Linked DNA regions of Sus scrofa: all the other regions are linked to region 2. The links are chromatin contacts, called in public HiChIP or PLAC-seq maps. All regions are on one chromosome and are shown on one strand. The core of a region is the stretch at or near the end of the contact, and the rest is flanking DNA. Distances in the headings are between cores, read along the strand shown. Region 1 holds the start of L3MBTL2 (lethal(3)malignant brain tumor-like protein 2). Region 2 holds the start of PHF5A (PHD finger-like domain-containing protein 5A). Region 3 holds the start of ZC3H7B (zinc finger CCCH domain-containing protein 7B).

Evidence for each region. HiChIP or PLAC-seq counts read pairs in DNA pulled down with a chosen protein or histone mark.
Region 1: an H3K27ac HiChIP or PLAC-seq map of alveolar macrophages shows a contact between it and region 2. The contact joins the promoter of L3MBTL2 here to the promoter of PHF5A in region 2. A contact is called at or near these places in 2 of 2 datasets of contacts at active chromatin or transcription factors (alveolar macrophages and skeletal muscle).
Region 3: a contact with region 2 is called in an H3K27ac HiChIP or PLAC-seq map of alveolar macrophages. The contact joins the promoter of ZC3H7B here to the promoter of PHF5A in region 2. A contact is called at or near these places in 1 of 5 promoter capture datasets (liver), 2 of 47 Hi-C or Micro-C datasets (embryonic fibroblasts and liver) and 2 of 2 datasets of contacts at active chromatin or transcription factors (alveolar macrophages and skeletal muscle).

The regions. Positions count from the first base shown.
Region 1 is chr5:7,276,100-7,278,896 of Sscrofa11.1, reverse strand. It overlaps L3MBTL2 (lethal(3)malignant brain tumor-like protein 2), which reads left to right and starts at 1,264. Exons shown (of 17, transcript XM_021091462.1): 1 at 1,264-1,409. The coding sequence starts at 1,386.
Region 2 is chr5:7,069,751-7,072,519 of Sscrofa11.1, reverse strand. It overlaps PHF5A (PHD finger-like domain-containing protein 5A), which reads right to left and starts at 1,375. Exons shown (of 4, transcript XM_021091456.1): 1 at 958-1,375; 2 at 517-540; 3 at 1-21. The coding sequence starts at 1,009. It overlaps ACO2 (aconitase 2), which reads left to right and starts at 1,497. Exons shown (of 19, transcript NM_213954.1): 1 at 1,497-1,561. The coding sequence starts at 1,526.
Region 3 is chr5:7,199,818-7,202,682 of Sscrofa11.1, reverse strand. It overlaps ZC3H7B (zinc finger CCCH domain-containing protein 7B), which reads left to right and starts at 1,254. Exons shown (of 23, transcript XM_021091458.1): 1 at 1,254-1,846. LOC110260635 (a long non-coding RNA gene) reads right to left here and starts at 1,120. Exons shown (of 2, transcript XR_002343885.1): 1 at 996-1,120.

The DNA.
Region 1 (2,797 bases), core at 15-2,514, 210 kb before region 2:
TTTTCTTTTCTTTTTTTTTTTTGGTTTTTTGTCTTTTTAGGGCCACACCCACAGCCTATGGAGGTTCCCAGGCTAGGGGTCTCATCAGAACTGTAGCCGCAGGCCTACGCCACAGCCACAGCAATGCCAGATCTGAGCTGTGTCTTTGACCTACACCACAGCTCACGGCAACACCAGATCCTTAACCCACTGAGTGAGGCCACGGATCGAACCCACAGCCTCAAGGTTCCTAGTCAGATTCGTTAACCACTGAGGCACAAAGGGAACTCCAAGAATTCTTAACTCCAAACTCATTCATTCCTTGTACAGTTTCTAACCACTACAGAATATGGTCCCACTGTCTACCTATCCAGAGTAGACAGGCACCTTTACCCAGAGTCACTCTGGATTCCTCCCTCTTCCAAACCTACTCCAAACAATTAATTACTGCCTCCAATATATTTCTCAAATTCTTCTACTTTTTTGCCAGCCTTCTAAGTCTGGCCTGATTCAAGCCACCATCATCCTTCCCCTGGATCAGTACAAGTGCCTTCTAACTTGTCTCCTTGCTGCTTCTCTCTCTCTCTCTCTCTGTTTTTGGCCTCACCGGTGGCATGAAGAAGTTCCTGGGCCAGAGATCAGACAAGCACTACAGCAGCAACCAGAGCCCAGCAGAAATAACTGCTGTATACTTAACTCCTTTCTTTCTCTTTCTCTCTTTCTTTTTCTTTCCTTCCTTCTTTTCTTTTTTCTTTTCAGGGCCCCAGGTGGGGCATATGGAAGTTCCCAGGCTAGGGGTCAAATCGGAGCTATAGCTGCTGGGCCAAGCCATCCCAGATCCAAGCCACGTCTGTGACCTACACCACAGCTCACAGCGACGCAGGATCCTTAAACCACTGAGCCAGGCCAGGGATAGAACCTGCATCGTCACTGATGCTAGTTGGGTTCCTAACCAGCTGAGCTACAACAGGAACTCTAAGCACCCTAAATTTCTAATCAGGGAGAGTGCGAAATTATTCCCAGCTCCTGAACAGTGCGTATCTTAGGTAGTCAATGATGTTTAATGAAGAATGGGGTCAGAATGATGTAAACAGCTCTACGTGGATAAAGGGTAACAGTCCCCGCAAGCCGCAGCAGGGCTAAGGCGGGGGGCTTTCCCCTTCGTTGTGGCAACGCCCGCTTCAGCACGCACCCACTAGGGAACTACAAGTCCCACAAGCGCCCGCTGCTTCCCCACCTCCAAGAGAGGCGGGCCGGGGGCTAGCGCGGAACCGGCTTTTCCTCTTTCCCGCAGCCTGATTGGCCCGAGGCTCTGAGAGGCGGCCAATGAGTGCGCTCGGGAAGAGCGGCCAGGCCAATATGGCTTCCTGCACCTGGTGACGGTCGAAGAAAGGGTGTTAGGTCTCATGGAGAAGCCCCGGGGCGTCGAGGTGAGAGGGAGCGGACGTCTCGTGCCTGGGGAAGGGAACCCCGGGAGCCTCACTCGGTGGACCCTTCCTCAGGCCTTTGAGCGACGCCTGGAGGGTGGAGGGCGGGAGGATGGATACACAGGTAGTGAGGCTGAGCGGGCCGGAGGCGATTGGCCGTGCTTTTTGCTCGCGCGCCGCTGGAGCCGAGGAGTTGAGGGAGGAGCAGCCCCTCTGGCCTAGGGGAAGGGGAGTGGGGTTCAGGATCTGAGCGCTCCAGCATCGTCTTCCTCCTCCTTGTCTCGTGGCGGTGGTCTTTCGTGATCGTGAGGGAGGCCTGTCACATTCCGATGGGAAGTAAAGGAAGATTAAAGTTTCATGAACAGTCCGTTTATTAAAGTTTAATAAACAGTCCGTGCCTGGAGCGTTCACGTGCATTATCTCTCCGATACTCAGCAGTCCTATGTTATTGTCTGGTTTGCATGGTTCGAGTGGCTGAGGCTTAGAGAGGTGATGAGCCTTCCCAGGAGAGTCACAGGGCTGTAAAGTGTAGATAGTCACTAAGTCTGCCAAGTTCCAAAACTCGACCTGTCTTATCTTTTCCACTGTACCACAACCTGTAACCCACTCATCCAGTAATCATTTGGCTCCTGGTCACCTTACATTTGAATTTGGTGACCTTTCTAGCATATTTGCATATGTAGGTTTGTTTTTGTTTTGTTTTTGTTTGTTTGTTGCTTTTGAGGGCTGAACCCACGACATATGGCCGTTTCCAGGCTAGGGGTTGAATCGGAGCTACAGCCGCCAGCCTATGCCACAGCCACAGCCACAGCAACGCCAAATCCGAGCTGAATCTGGGGCCTACACCACAACTCACCACAACGCCAGATCCTTAACCCTCTGAGGGAGGCCAGGGATCGAACCCACAACCTCATGGTTCCTGGTCGGATTGGTTTCCGCTGCGCCAGGAGGGGAACTCCTGTAGTTTTAAATATAAAGTGGAAGAGCTCAAAAACAATACAAGGGTCAAGGAGAATAACCATAAAGTGGAGAATAAAAGTTATAACTCAGTTTTGAACTTTCAGTAACTGCTGGAAACAGCTAGACTTGAGGCATCTTAGCAGTGTTCACAGCAGTCCTCTATAGAAGGTGTTGTTATTATATCCTTGGTACTGATGGAGAAACTAAGAGCAGTAGGTTAAATATCTTAACACAGAATCCCACAGGTGATAATAAGTGGGAGAACTTGGATTCAAACTCAGGCAAATCTGGTTTGAGAACCCATGCTTTTAACCAGTAATGACTGCCAACATTTATTGAGCACTTGCTGTGGGCAAGTCAATTTTCTGAGTGTCTTACCTATATTAACCCTTACTTCTCCCCCAAAGTCTGTGAAATAGGTGGAACTGCCC
Region 2 (2,769 bases), core at 126-2,625:
AGATCACACACTTGCCATCACCTGTAAGGAAAAGAGGTTGAATTACGCCCACTTGCAAGTACCTCAGGTCCTCTTCCTGCTATGGGTAAAAACACTATGTCCTTCTGACAGTGACTTTAGCCCTCTATTTTGGCATTATAAAATTGGTTTACCTAGCGTCCATTTCTCAATCTCCCCAACACATAGGAAAGCTAATCAATTAATATAAAGGGCTTAGAATAGCAGTCGGTAGATAAGTCTATATAATTGACTGGCAGAATGCTGTGTGTGTTGGGGGCAGGGTCATGCTACTTCTGGTCCAAAGCTAGAGGTTTTGTCAAAACCTAAATACAGTGCCTAAAATGTACAAGTTGGAGCGGGAAGGTGGCCTTTAGTTGCAGTCTGGCTTTGTATTAACATGCTTCCAATCATGTCTATCCAAAGCCCTCTTCGTGGCACCGCTGAAAATGTCCGTTGCTGCCACTATAGAAGCTGAGTGGGAGGGGTGGGCTGTTTGGAGAAGCGTGTTCCACTCACATTTTTCACACAGTCTTCCAATGGCTGCAAGATCAAAGGTGATAAAGAGTACAATTAGGATTAAGGTTTAGAAGAGGGGACAAAAGCCTCGAGCTTGAGTTGGGGACAGGTACAGGGTCTGCAGTGAGCCCTGAGAGGTCTTAACCATCGTATTCTCATAAACTTCAATCCGAACCAAATCCGCACCCTCGTAAGACCTCCCAGGTCCTGGGAAAACTGAGAATTTCTCTATCTCCGCAGCCCCTCTCCAGCTCTCAGCACGCGCGCCCCCGCCCCCCTTTCATCTGAGCCCACAAACCCACGCGCTCCTACACTACCGGCGGCGAGGCGGGAAACGGGGCGCCTCCGAAGCAACACCCTAAAGGAGTAATGGGAACCCCGGACTCTTAAGGTCCTAATACCATCCCCACCCAAACAGCCGGGGGCAGAAGACCGTCTCACCAACACCAGCCTGCTTGCGGCAAAAAATCAAGTCCGGGTGATGCTTAGCCATCGCTCGCGCTCAAACCACCGGAAGCTTAGGGAGCTTCCGCCAGACCTTTAACCCTGATTGTTCCTGCCTCCTCGTCGCCCTGATTGGTTCTCTAGGCGTCCATCAGCGTTTGCAATCTTTGCACCAAGCCCCGCTCATTCTCGCGTGATCAAAGCACTTAAATTCCGAAGACGAATTCCCGTTGGCAGTGGGGGAGTCAGGTCTTGGTAGGGGTGTGCGGGTCATTTAGGGAAAAAAAAAAAAAAAAACTTTCCCAGATTTGAATGGGAGGGACAAGTTGCAGAGCGCAAAGACGAAATTTGCACTTTGATATCTTTGTGCCGGGTATTTACTACCCCAACTTTTTAGGCAGCTCTCTCCCAATTCCCAGGTTGACTCTGGAGCTCCGCCCACGTCGCTCGCGGGAACGCCTTCAGCGTGACGCGTTTCTCCTCAGGTCACGCCCCTCACCGAAGGCCTTAAATAAGCCGCGTGTCACGTCACTTTCAAGCGACCTCATCTTTGTCAGTGCACAAAATGGCGCCTTACAGCCTACTGGTGACCCGGCTGCAGGTGAGCGAACCGAGAGCCCTCTAGGTTTACGGGGGCGGGGTACCTCTTTTGCGCTTGCGGCTATGGGCAAGGCAAGGCGAGGCGGGCCTGACCTCCGGCCGACTTTTCGCGTACCTGTCCCTTGCGCGGGCCCAGCGCAAATACCCGCTCCTCTGGCGCCCGAGGTCAGGGCGTCCCCGGCTCAGTCAGCTCTCAGCCCTGTCCCCGCCCCGCTGGAAGCAAGGGCCTAAGAAGCGGCGGCCGGGTGAAGAGTGGAGGCACGTCTTTCTCATTTTTGAGGACCGCAGTTTCTTCCCCCGTAAGGCTTTTTTTTTTTTTTTTTTTTTTCCTCCCCCGTTCCTCAAGGTGAGGACAAGGTGACTGGGGGGCGCGGTGGTTGGTAAGCGCGCTAGGCCCAGAGCCTGAAGGCCTCACTTTTCATCTCAGTAGCACAGAGTTGCTAGCCAGGTGCATCTACGGTTGCCAAACATGGAGTCTGTAGGGGGGGAAAAAAAAAAAACTATGACCTATTCCATCTTGTGGGGATCCTGCGGAACATGTACCCAAGAATTCGAGGGGGTGGGTTCCGTGCCCAGATGTAGCAAATAGTAATGATGACAGTAGTCTCTCAGCTTTGCACAAGATTGCAAGACTTAATTCCTCACCACATCGTTTGATTCATATCATCATTTCTGGAGATGATTATTTTTATTTGATAGGTGATGACGCTGTTAGAAAACAGGTAAAAGTTCTGCTCTCTGAGTCTTACCAAAGTGCTGTGGCCTGAGCATCTGCCCTACTACTCCCCATTCTCCTTGTCCCTTTCAGCCTGCCCTCACAGAACTTTTTGAGCCAGAGTGTGGTCCTGGAGCTGACATTTGTATTTGTGGGAGTTCCAGAATGGCGTATTTTGAGCTCACAATCAGTTGCTTTTCAGTTACTAGATGGGGAGGGTAAAAGAGACTCAACAGTTTGACCTTGACTGTCCTCTTTTGAACCATCTAGAAGATTGACTGACTGCCATTTCTTTTTTTTTCACTCCTGACTTGACAACCCTAGGAAGATGTTACACTCAAAGGTTCAATGTCAAGAACGTATTTCGTTAATAAAAAATCAAGCAAGCATTCTCCGACAACCTTTTACATTTAAATTTGTGAATCTACATTGGATCAAGTAGCACAACTATTATTGCAGAATTTAAAAAGAAGTAGTGTACTGTACTCTCAGAA
Region 3 (2,865 bases), core at 5-2,504, 130 kb before region 2:
ACCACAATGTTTACCAGCTAGTTCACTTGAGGCAAGGTGCGGTAGTCTAGGGAGTTCCCATTGTGGCGCAGTGGAAACAAATCCAACTAGGAACCATGAGGTTGTAGGTTCGATCCCTGGCCTTTCAGCGGGTTAAGGATCTGGTGCTGCCATGAGCTGTGGTGTAGGTCACAGACACAGCTCGGATCTGGTGTTGCTATGGCTGTGGTGTAGGCCAGCGGCAAACAGCTCCGATCTGACCCCTAGCCTGGGAACCTCCATATGCCACAGGTGCAGCCCTAAAATAAACAATAAAAAAAAAATTGAAAAAAAAATCTTAGTGTAGTGAAGGGAGGAGGAGTTTGAGAAATTCTGACAGTGCAGGTGCATTTTTTTCCCCCTTTCCAAGGCTCCCTTAAAGTAGATGATGAAAAGTAGAGGACGCCATGGGAAGGATACTCTGGAGTTAGAACTGCCACCTTGGACAAGTCACCTAATCTCCAAGCCTCAGCTCTTCATCTGCACACAGGCATGCTAAAACCCACCTTCCAGGGAGTTTCCATCGTGGCACAGCGGGAACGAATCTGACTAGCATCCACGCGGATGTGGGTTTTATCCCTGGCCTCACTCAGTGGGTCAGGGATCTGGCGTTGCTGTGGCTGTGGTGTAGGCCGGCAGCTGAAGCTCTGATTCGACCCCTAGCCTGGGAACTTCCATATGCCCTGGGTGCGGCCCTGAAAAAAAAAAAAAAATCAAAACAACCCCCAAACCATCTTCCAGGATTATGGTGAGAATTAAATAAGTAAACTGAGCTAGTTTCCTGTTCTTCCCAGCATTGATCACAGTGTGTTTAAAATTTGTCTCAGCATGTATCTCCAGTTCCTAGGGTTTTGTCTGGCACAAACGTAGAAAAGAGAACATTTGTAAAAATAAATCTGCTAGGCTCACAGCAGATCTTTAATACATTAATGTACACACACACATACATATATGTACATACATGCACATATACATACATGAGTGTAAAATGAAGAGGAGCCAGAACTCTCTCAGGAATCAATGGACCAGCGGTGGGAGGGTGGGATGACACCGTATTTGGAATCTGAAGCTCTGTATTCGAATCCAACCTGGACCTGGCCAGCTCTGCGGCAGTGCCAGGGGATGCTTGGAGCTGGTTTCTCTTTCCTTGATCTCCCCTTACCTTCTGGGTCTTCTAAGCAGTCTCAAATCTTTTCGGGAAAGCCTGTACAACAGCCGAAGGCGGTCCCGATGCCTCTCTGAGCCTTCGGTCCTCGTCTTTGGACCGAAGGCAACTAGGCTTTGGGGATGCCGTCAATGAAAGCATCTGGAGACCCGGGGGCTTTTTACCCACAGGAGGCAGGGCGGAGGCGCTGCCTTAGACCAGCATCCGCCCCGAAATGCAGAATTGCCAAAAGAAAAGCCCTAAGAGGGAAGGCCACTTTCAAAGAAAATAAAGGTGCATGCCAGGCATGAGCTTGCCACGGGGAAGGGGGACTTCCCCGCCCCCTCCGCCCCCAGGTGCGCAGCCCGCGCCGCCCACCCCCGGCGCCAGGCGAGGGGAGCCGCGCTCTAGGACCCGAGGAGGAAGAACTGCAGGGAGACGGTGCCTCCAGCGGGTGCTGCCGCGAGCGGCCGGCCGAGGGGGCTGGAAATGAAAGTAAAGCGCTCCGGAGCCACATGGACGGAGCTGCCGGGGCGGCGGCGCCGGGAGCAGGATGCGGCCGCCCGTAATTAAATAGCATTTACTCTTATTATTACTAATAATAATAACGTAATCATACCTCTAGTCATAGCATACCATTTATCGGGCTCGGCGCAGGCCCGCGGGGAGCGCAGCCCGGCCGAGGTGAGTGCTGTGTGCGGCCCGAGCCCCGCGGGGCAGAGGCCGGGGCCCGACTGCGAACTGGCGGCGGGCGCGGGAGGGCTCGGGGCGCCCGGGGACCGCGCGGGGCCGGGAGGAGGCGCGGGAAAACCTTGGCCAGGCCGGAGCTGCGCGGGGCCACCCGGAAAGTGGATTTTGCGAAAATAAAGAAACAGCTCCCCAATCCCGCTTTCCTCCTTTTTGGGGCTCCCCCTCCCTGCCCCCGTGCCCTGCCCCGAAGTTTCAAAGTTATCGTGCGGCCGGGGGCACCTGCCGCTGGGTGGTTTGGCCGCCTCGGCAACCCCCCCCCGCGCGGGGGGGCTTGGAATGTTCTTGAGCGCGGTGGGGGGTTCTCTCCTTCGCGTCCGGAGCTTTGGGGTGCGCGGATACTTTGAGGGTCCCCGCTATGGGGGTCGAGGGCGTTGGCTGGGGGGGGGTCGCTGGCCGCGCGCTCCTTCCTTTTGTGTGCGCCTTGGCCCGGCAGCGCGGGGAGTTGGAGGGACCGCAGCGCGGGCCGAGGACCGCGGCCGCCGACGGGCTGCCCCTGCCGGCTGCAGCGGCCACTCGAGCCCGGGGATCCGGGGCCTGTGGCCGGGCCCCAGGGAGGGGGCAGCAGGAAAGGGGGGCGCGGTCTGAGTAGGGGGGCATTTCCGGTCGCAGGAGCGGTCCCTGGGCTGGGAGGCTAGCGAGGGGTCCGTCGTGCGGTCAGGAACGAGCTGCGAGGGACAGCTCCAGTGCCTGGGGGGCGCCCCCGGAGATGGGTGCGCGGGAGCCACCCACCCCGGCCTCAGATCCCCCTCCCGCCCTCCGCGGGCGGCAGGGACCCCTCCCGGCCCGCTCCTTCCTTTCCTTGCTTCCCCCTTCAAAACCGTCTGGCTCAGAGATTTAGAAGGTGTCCGGTTTGGGGGTCTTTCACAGAGACAAAGCAGGATTCCCAGGGGAAAAAAGCTTGTAGAAACGACTTGGATGTCAGTGGTGCCAACTTGGCATTAATTGGGAAGAGT